Regions from separate parts of the Mus musculus genome. Here region 1 is linked to region 2. The links are chromatin contacts, called in public HiCAR-type maps. All regions are on one chromosome and are shown on one strand. The core of a region is the stretch at or near the end of the contact, and the rest is flanking DNA. Distances in the headings are between cores, read along the strand shown.

Region 1 (4,471 bases), core at 392-2,891, 760 kb before region 2:
CTGCTGCTGACTTCAGGAGGCTGGGTTTCAAAGTCTAAGAATTAAGTGACATTTGGTGTCCTCACCTGCTAAGATTGGAAGTGTCTCCATATATTTTTAATAGTTAATTGAGATCCCATATGTGGGAGGAAGGATTTAGTTCTGGTATGTAATGCTAGCTTTAATGTTGATCTTATATAACTTTTCTTCATTAAAAAAAGTAATCTCCAGGCCTTTATCTCCACCAAAGAAAATCTAGCACCAGACATGGGCATTAACTGTGCATGCACAAGACCTCAGATATCTCCAGAGCAGTCAGCAGGGGAGGCAGAATGGAGAATTTCTATGCTACACATCTTAAGGTGATCAGGATTTGAATCTATGACTTCTACACCAAAGGCAAACAAGATTTTCTCTAGTTCACACTTACTGCTAATCAGTAAGTTTCTTCTAGCTCCCTGTAGTGGCCATCCCACAAAATGCCTTGGCTCATCATTAGCATCCTGCCGTCCCAGAACACCTCACAAATATATAATTTGGGGCTTCTTGTCCCTTTTCACATTATTTAGCAGGATGCTGTCACTAGGAAGATGTTTTTTCCCAGTATTACTCTCATTGATGAAGATGTCACATCCAGGACCCTAATGACATCCTTTCGTCTGTGTTCCCTAGCCCCAATCCAATCACTGGGTGCCTTCCGAAGTGCCAAACTTGTGGTGGCAAATGGTTCAAGAAGACCAGATGAACACAAGTGAAAAGCCACTGTTCATTGCTTCTGTGCTGCACCTCTGCCTTTGAGAGCAGAAAATGAATACACAGTGATGGAAAAGGAGGGTCTGGCCTGGACCTCAGACACTGATTCTCATGTCATGCTGTCTAAGGCCCACCTCTCATCATTCTTGCCAGTGGCAGCCTGTATCATTATTTGTTTCTAGGCATTGAAGACTAATACGTTATCAGCCTCTATAACAGCATGCAATCATAACAGGCCTGCAAAAAGTATTTGTTGTATGGAGAAGAAAATGAACTGCATTAAATAAAGTAACATCTTAGGTGTGTTTTAGTCTTAGGATTAATTGTTTTCATCTCAGCAAGAGGGTATCTCTCAAAAAAATGTTAAAACCTCCCCTAAGAGCATAAATGATCTGAAATTATTCATACACACAGTCAGTAGGGCAACACCCTTTTGCTTAACGCCATCTGATTATCAATGGTAATTGACCCATCTAGGGGAACATTCTAAAATGTGAGTTTAAGCAAAGCTCTTTCCAGCTATGTGTATACACAGTAATGACCACCTGTGTGCACATTGCAGATCAGAATTAAACCACCCTGAATCATCCATTAGAATCATGATATGCGAGCAGAGACTAGAAATGTTCTTAGTACCATTCTGCTCACGTGCCTGTTTTCTGAAACCCAGGACTGCGTGGTGCTTATTTTCTTCCTGATGTGTAGATTGCAATTATTTCCTACACTACAGCCATGAGAGGTCTGAGCCAACCACCAGGGTCATGGAAGATTTCTCCTTGTTCATATGCATGTGACAGAGAAGCTTCTTTGAACCAAACTTGATCTCTTTCAAAAGAGTTAGAGTTAAGCCTCTAACTCTTGGGAGTGGCAGTGGGAACAGCCAGAGGGCGGTGAGCTACCTCTGATCCTCTAGAGATCATTTGAGCACATTTGGCAATCACTTGGCTTCTGTTGAAAACAAGTCCTTCTAATTACACTTCTGCCAATGGAAGACAAAAAGGCAGCACTTGGGCTTAGAAAGGTCACGGTGACATGCCAGTGTCAGGGCTGTGATTGTGGTTTCCTATTGAGTACAGGCCCGCTGATGGGAGAGCCACACACCCGGCTGAGGAACCCATTCACGGGAATGGAATCTCAACAGGCTGCAGAGCGATTTGCTGTTCTCCTAAACGGTATCTCGCCTGTAATAATTTTTGACACTAGAAATAAAATACTAACACGTTTTGGTTCTTCTTTCTGTACTCTGCACTACATTTAGATGAGCTAGGTAGGAAAGGCTCAGTGAATGCAGGGTTTCTTCCATGCTACAGGGTTTTCCAACTGCCTCAAAGACAAAGGAGGCAGAACATACAGATGTTTGCTCCTTGCTGCACAGAGTTGTGGACTAACTCCTTTGGTGTCTCTGGAATGCAAATTTTCTTTCACAGTTTAGCAGTCTTTTTTGGATTTCAGCACAGTGAACTAACACTTTCCTGGATTCCAAGACCTCCAGAGAACCAGATGGATGAGAGGAACTGGGAAAAAGAACCCACACTGTTTGAAAAAGGTATGAATTTCTCACTCTGCATTTAGCCAAAAAGCTCTGAAAACTAGAAGAGCGAAATCACTTTTGGTTTGTTCAAATGCATGCCATCCCAGTTGTTGGTGGGGTGTAAGAAAAGAAAAGTCCAAAGTGATTTGGTGGTTTGGAGTCTGTGTTCAGTTTTAGCTGGGAAGCAGATTTTAACAGAGACGGTGTGTTTACTATCAAAGGAAAGAAAGTATAGAGGAGATTGCTCAAGAGATCATTCTGAGTGTCTGTGCTCTGACACGAGGGAAGGCTTTCGAAGGCCAGCTCTAAGTGGACAGTTTGGTCCTTCTGGATCCCTATGGGACCTTCCCTTTGCAGACAGGTATCCCATTCTCCAGTCTTCGCTCAGAAACCAACCCAAACTTCTCTGTGTTCTTGCTCTTCATTAATTGGGACCTCTGCTCTGAGATTTTCCTTTCCAAAGGTCAAGGGCGTACAGCTGTTACCTCTGTTACTGTTTTCTCCATTCTTCTGCCCTTTCACACAGCGGTCCTGTATTCTTTAAGGCAGTGACCTGCATAGAGTGTTACCTCTTTACATGAAATCTACAAAGAGGGATACAGCAAAATGTACTCCATCATCCTTTGTGACACGTGCTGAAGAGCTGGGCTACTGAGACAGACCTAGTCAATGGAGTCTTGTGGCTCTGGATGACTCTCTGCAGCACACACAAAATGCTTTTCTCTTGAATTGCCACAGGATGGTTCTACATCAGTGTTATTACATTGAAGAGTCCACCTTTAGTTGGGGCACATCAATGAGAAGCCCTACTTGTTCCAAGGTAGCTGATCAGTAGTCCAGGCCTCTGAGAGGCCTCAGTTCAGAACACTCAGCACTGTCTATGACCTAGAGCTTCCTGGCTGAGAGACTACCAGACCCCTGACCAACTGGATATAGGAGGGAAAAAGATTGCTTTGTGACCAAAAATTTTTTTTTTTATCAAGCAGTTATGGTGGCTGTCATATTAAGACAGCATAGCTTCCATATATGTAAAAGCTGTTCAAAGTTAGACATTTAAACTTATTTTATGTTGGTGGCACTAGATATGTTTCACAAAACACAGTAGAAATTGTTTGGTAAATACCCAAATGAATGGCTGAATGTAATAATGAATGAAAAATACACATGGAAGTCTCATGATCAATGGACTGTAAATTCCAAAAGAGAGTTTTATTCAAAATGACAGGGTATGCTGAGTGAAAATACTGACAAACCAGAAGGTAAGAATACATATCAGACTTTCCTTCTCCATAGAGTGGGTGATGGGGTTTTCAAGTCTTGCAAGTCATTATTTATTCCAGGAAACAACATGAGCATCCGGGTGCAGGATCATGCATGGTGATTCATTCTCTTCCAGAGCACCTACTGCTATTCTTTGTTTGTTTGTTTGTTTTGTTTTGTTTTGTTTTCGAGACAGGGTTTCTCTGTTTAGTCCTGGCTGTTCTGAAACTCACACTGTAGACCAGACTGGCCTCAAACTGAGAAATCCACCTGCCTCTGCTTCCCAAGTGCTGTGATTAAAGGAGTGTGCCACCACTGCCCGGCAACCTACTGCTATTCTTAACATCTTTGAATGCGAAGACAACAACTTTCATTAATAGGAAAATGGATAAATAAATTAGTGGGAAAAAAAGAGAAGAGAACTTTCTTGAATTTTTTTTCAATTAACAAAAGCAATATATTTCTTTAGCTGCATAACCAAGAATTTATAGCAGTTAAAAGTTTCACAGAGGACTAGGGCAGTGTATTAGAGTAAGTGAGATCTTGGTCTTTATCTGTGCCAGTCGGTTTGGTGAGTACATTTCCTGCATAGCACCCCTAGTTGGTGAGGGCTTATCTAGCCTGAAATTATCATTTCTAGGGACAGTAGACTCTTTTGGAAGGTATCCATTCTACTGGCCCACTTAATTGTTAGAAGATTATATTTAATCTTCCTTCTGTCCTCTATAAGCAAGTCTGTTGCTTTTCTATGCAACAACCCTAAAGAGTACTGAAAATATTGTCTTTTTTGAGCCTTCTCTTGGGATAACTACCTGGAATCTTTCCACCCTTTCTTATGGGCTATTTCTGTCTCTTATCCCCCCAACCACTATTCTCAGCACAAGTTCCAGTTTATCTTGGATCCCTTCAACACATGGCGCCCAGAATAGAACACAGAACTGTAGGCTC
Region 2 (4,247 bases), core at 1,048-3,547:
CCAGAGAGCCCACCCGCAAAACCAATACCTGGATCAGGAAGTGCAATTTGAGGGAAAACTCTATTGCATTTTATAGTTAACACAATTGAGTGCTCTTCAGATAACAGTGGTTTGAACCTCGGAGGTCAGGTTTAATCCCAGAAACCCTTGCATACGAAGAAACCAAAGCGCTTAGCAGTAAGGGCTTGTCCTGGTTGCTCTGGATTGATTAAGGACCCCTGGATAAACCCCCATTTCATGCTGTTGGAGGAGGGTCATCATTTTTGCCTTTCCTGGTTTCAGCTCCATGCTCTGCAAACTCAAGAAAGAGCTTTTGTCTGCTGCCTATATTCTCCTCCATCCTGAGGGGAGGGTGGGTGTGGATCCTGGGACAAGGGAATCTGCTCACCTGAGCTCCCATGTGAAGTGAAAGTCAGCCCTTCTCTAATAGCCTCTCCAGAGGAGCTTGCAGCTGTGCTCGCTCCCTGCTCTCAGACTCACCTGCCCAAAAGAGAACCAATGAACTTTTCAAGCAGTTAACCACAGGGTGATGCCTAGGCCTGTTTTCTCAGCCAGGTGCTCCAGGAGGGAAGTTGTATGAGTCACTGTCAGCCAGAAATGTAAATCTGACCCCAGGTTTCCTTTGCAGTAAAATCCAGGTCATTAATAGTAGTGACCATCTGCATAGCAGGTTACATTCGCAAAGAATTTTACATAGTCATTTGCTTATCACAACTGTTCAGAGACCTCTTATTGTTGTCCCCATTTTACAGATAAGGAAAATAGATGCCCAGAGGTATCATATTATGCCCAAGGTGACAGGAAATTTGCGTGACAGGCCCTGGACTTAGTTAAGCCTTGGGACTTGATAATTCAGGGTTTATACTATGTCTCCTATATCAGTATTTCCCTCTTGTCTCTTCATCCCCAAGGGCTGTAACAAAAGCAGGAAAAGTCAGACAGCTTGACGCATTGACTTGAACTCCATGTTTGAAGAAGGGGTAGTCACAGCCTCCATGTGGTGTGGCATTCATGATGCAGTGCCCAGAACAGGTAGGAAATGAAGGCTAGCTTGACCCTGCTTATATTCCTGCCATCTGGACTTTTCCATGCCAGCATTTCTTCATAGCCCCTTCAGTTCTTTAAGGAAACAAACACTAGCAGAGTGCATTGTAGGTCATCTCTTCCTAGCGCTTGCTTGCTCACTCGCTCTCTCTCTCTCTCTTTCTCTCTTCCCCCTCACCTCCAGTGCAATTATCATCCCAAAGTTGATGTGTTTATGTGGTCATGTCCTGTCCACGTTTGGTTCATTTCCTCCATAAGTACCCAGGACAATGTAGAGCATTGTTTTATGTTTCAAACATTTCAGGAATGATATAATACTGACTTATTCTGAAAATAACTTTTTCCCCCCTTTTAACCTTGTTTCTTTAGGCATGGCAATATTGATACCTGACTTAGCCTGAGTTCATTCACTTTAACTTCTAACCCCATAACATCTCTTTGGGCAAATACGTCACAATTACTTAAGGAATTCTGTACTGGTGAGCTTCGAGATGTCATTTCCCTCTTAGAAGCAGTGATGCAGGAAATGTCCTTATAAAGGCTCTTTGTTTATTGATGCAGGGATTTCCTCCCTTGTACGTGGGTGAGTTGAGCTTCTGAGATAGAAGGTGTGACTAGCTTCACCTTTGTGGGCATTGCTGACATCTCCCCACAATGGTTATATTATACTTATATCAGCATGTATCTTACCGCTTTACTGTTGTCTAATATTACTGGATTCTCCCACTGTCAGACTTAAAACATTTTGGCCAAGGTGACTTCTGTGAAATGAGATCTCTGGCTTTTCACATTGGTGTTTCCCTCGGCTGTTAGTATGTGCTTAGGCACCACTTACTTTCCGAGTTTTGCACACTGATGTTTAGTGTGGTCCCTTCCTATTATCTTTCATCCCTATGGCTCCGTAAATAGTTTTCCTCCTATATGCCGGGTACTTGTCCTTTGTCAGCCACCCAAGTTGTTAATGCATCCCCTGTATCTGACTTGGTTTTTAGTTTGGTTCACTGCCCAGTCACATTCCCTTGCAGGCTGTCAGCTGGCCACTGCACCCATTTGACTCTCTGGATCATAGCAACTCCGGGGTGAAAGTTGCTTGGAGCTGTGCTTTGGAAAGCCTATGTGAATAAATGTTTCCTGATTCTAAAGCTCCGCAGTGAACGGAGGACCGTGTCCTTGCAGGGGAACCAGAGAAGGAGCTGCTTTCCCTGCTCAGGACTCTTGTTTGCTAATACAAGTGTGTAGTGAAAGCAAACAAACCAAGTGTAAGTGGAAAAAAACCTTAGTCATTGAGGGTTGTTTGGGCTGCTCAGTGGCTACTGTGGTATGTGGATGGTTTCCCTTGTCACAGTGCATCCTGGCACAGTTTGTCTGGGTGTTTTCTTTTTTTACCATTTGTAGGCCTGCCATATTCGTGAGAATACCTAAAAGAGTTGTCAGGCTCAGTGGTCACATCCTGAAGCATCTTCAACAGGGGTCCTGATGCCTGGGACTCGCCACCAGAAGGTAGGAATCAGCAGGGACTTTGAAACACTTCAACCTTTGCAGGGAAAGAGTCACTTTAAGGGTTTGTTTTTCTCTGGGTGCCTCAGCTATCCCCGAAGGAAAATCAGAACTCAGGAGAGGAAGCACAGAGCTCCAGAGGGATGACTTTAGAGTGTAGTGCTATTTATGCAGCCTGTTGCCTGTCCTCCATACTGTCCCACGGGGGGCGGGGGGAGTGCTGTGATGTACAGGTGCTCCGACTAGGGAAGGCCCCTGTGCCATCACTCCCTTTGAAGCCAATGGGTATGTAGGAGCAGAGCTCTGGGATCAATTATGTTGGTAAAACTGCAGAGGCCAGGAGTGCACCAGAAGCTCTGTGGCTTAGAGAGACTCACTGAAAAAAGACCTGATGTTCCCAAGTGGAACCCTGTGGCCCCAGGGGAGGTGACCCCAGCTGTCTGGTTGGGCAGCCAGAGAGCACCAGGCCCAGGGAGCCAGGACACACCTTCTGTTCCAGTTGACTCACTTGAGTGGCAAATTCTTTTCTCCCTCACCAGCCTCTCATCTTCAAAGAGAATTCATTAAGCCCTACCATGCCATCAGCACTTGGCCAGGTGTCGTATTGGCCCATTAGGTGGACACGGGCCATAGCCCTAGGGAGCGTGCCAAATGAGGTGGGGAGTGGCAGCTGAGACCTATTGACATCCGGAGATAGTTCTGCGGTACTGTCTATAACCACCCCCAGCTGTTTCCAACTATGTGTATGGAGCTTTCCATACACACTATGTTCTTCTCATCCCATGGCTTTAGGCTTACTCCGTCCCCTTGCCTGGAATGCTCTTCTGCTGCCTGTTTGACCCATAAACTCACTCCTAGGTCGAGTCTTCTCTGCCAACCTCAGGCTGAATTACCACTATAAATTCTCTATGCTGTGCAGTGCTCTGAATTTCTGGTATAGCACATAACCTCTGTGCTGGGAGTCATGGCTTTCGTTATTATCTGCCCTGAGTGTGGATTCTACGTATTCCTCCTCTTTCCCCAGCCAGAATGTGGTAGACAGTCAGTCAGCTCCTGTGAGCTGACTGAGGAGAAGCAGTCCGTGGCTTGATTTAACCCTACCTTGTGGTATAATTGGAAGCAGGCCCTATCTTTTTGAGTCTGAGTTTCCTTTTCTGCAGAATGACTGTGGTGGGGCCAGATGAGAAAAGGCCTTTGAAGGTTTTATGAGCCCCTTTGTCTGTGACTCTCATCCTCTATTGGAGAACAGTGTTCATCAATTAAAAACCAAGATAATGTTTGACTAAAACCCAACCTTTCCCTCCTACTTCTGTCTGTCACCTTTCAAAACTATGTGTATTAGCAGTTTTCAAATCTCTGACTAAAGTTTCAAGAGGTTTGTTGAATTGATTGATTACAGAAAGTATGCACCTTTATCTTCCCCAGGAAATACAACAGAGGGACTAATTGATTCATTGGAAGGTGTTTCTAACTGTATTTTCTGATGAATTTGTCACCTGGATGTTTGTGGGAAGGAACCATTGGATAGTTGTGGCTGTCACACTGCCGACTGTCTCTCATTTTGTCACTGTACAGGACATGAGGTACGTATAAGACAGCTCAGAGTTCCTGTCCCATGAGGCTAGTGTGTCTCCTCTGTTACACCTCAGAGTTTCTGCCCCTTGAGTGACAGGTATGGACAGAAGATCAAGACCTGCACACACTCC

The links. HiCAR-type assays count read pairs that join an accessible place to other places.
Region 1: a HiCAR-type map of astrocytes shows a contact between it and region 2, with 3 times the contacts expected there. The contact joins two enhancer-like sites. A contact is called at or near these places in 1 of 115 datasets of contacts at active chromatin or transcription factors (astrocytes) and 1 of 9 other capture datasets (embryonic stem cells).

The regions. Positions count from the first base shown.
Region 1 is chr16:24,958,846-24,963,316 of GRCm38.p6, reverse strand. The region is part of intron 10 of Lpp (LIM domain containing preferred translocation partner in lipoma); the gene reads right to left. Among named protein-coding and RNA genes, the nearest start is that of Gm52245, 20 kb to the right of the region's middle. Within about 2 kb of position 1,641, at least 40 of the 459 cell types and tissues checked have an H3K27ac peak or open chromatin away from gene starts, as enhancers often do. A contact at or near this core is called in astrocytes, where this site is marked.
Region 2 is chr16:24,204,616-24,208,862 of GRCm38.p6, reverse strand. All of the region lies in intron 1 of Gm31814 (a long non-coding RNA gene), which reads left to right. Among named protein-coding and RNA genes, the nearest start is that of Gm32126, 47 kb to the right of the region's middle. Within about 2 kb of position 2,297, at least 80 of the 459 cell types and tissues checked have an H3K27ac peak or open chromatin away from gene starts, as enhancers often do. A contact at or near this core is called in astrocytes, where this site is marked.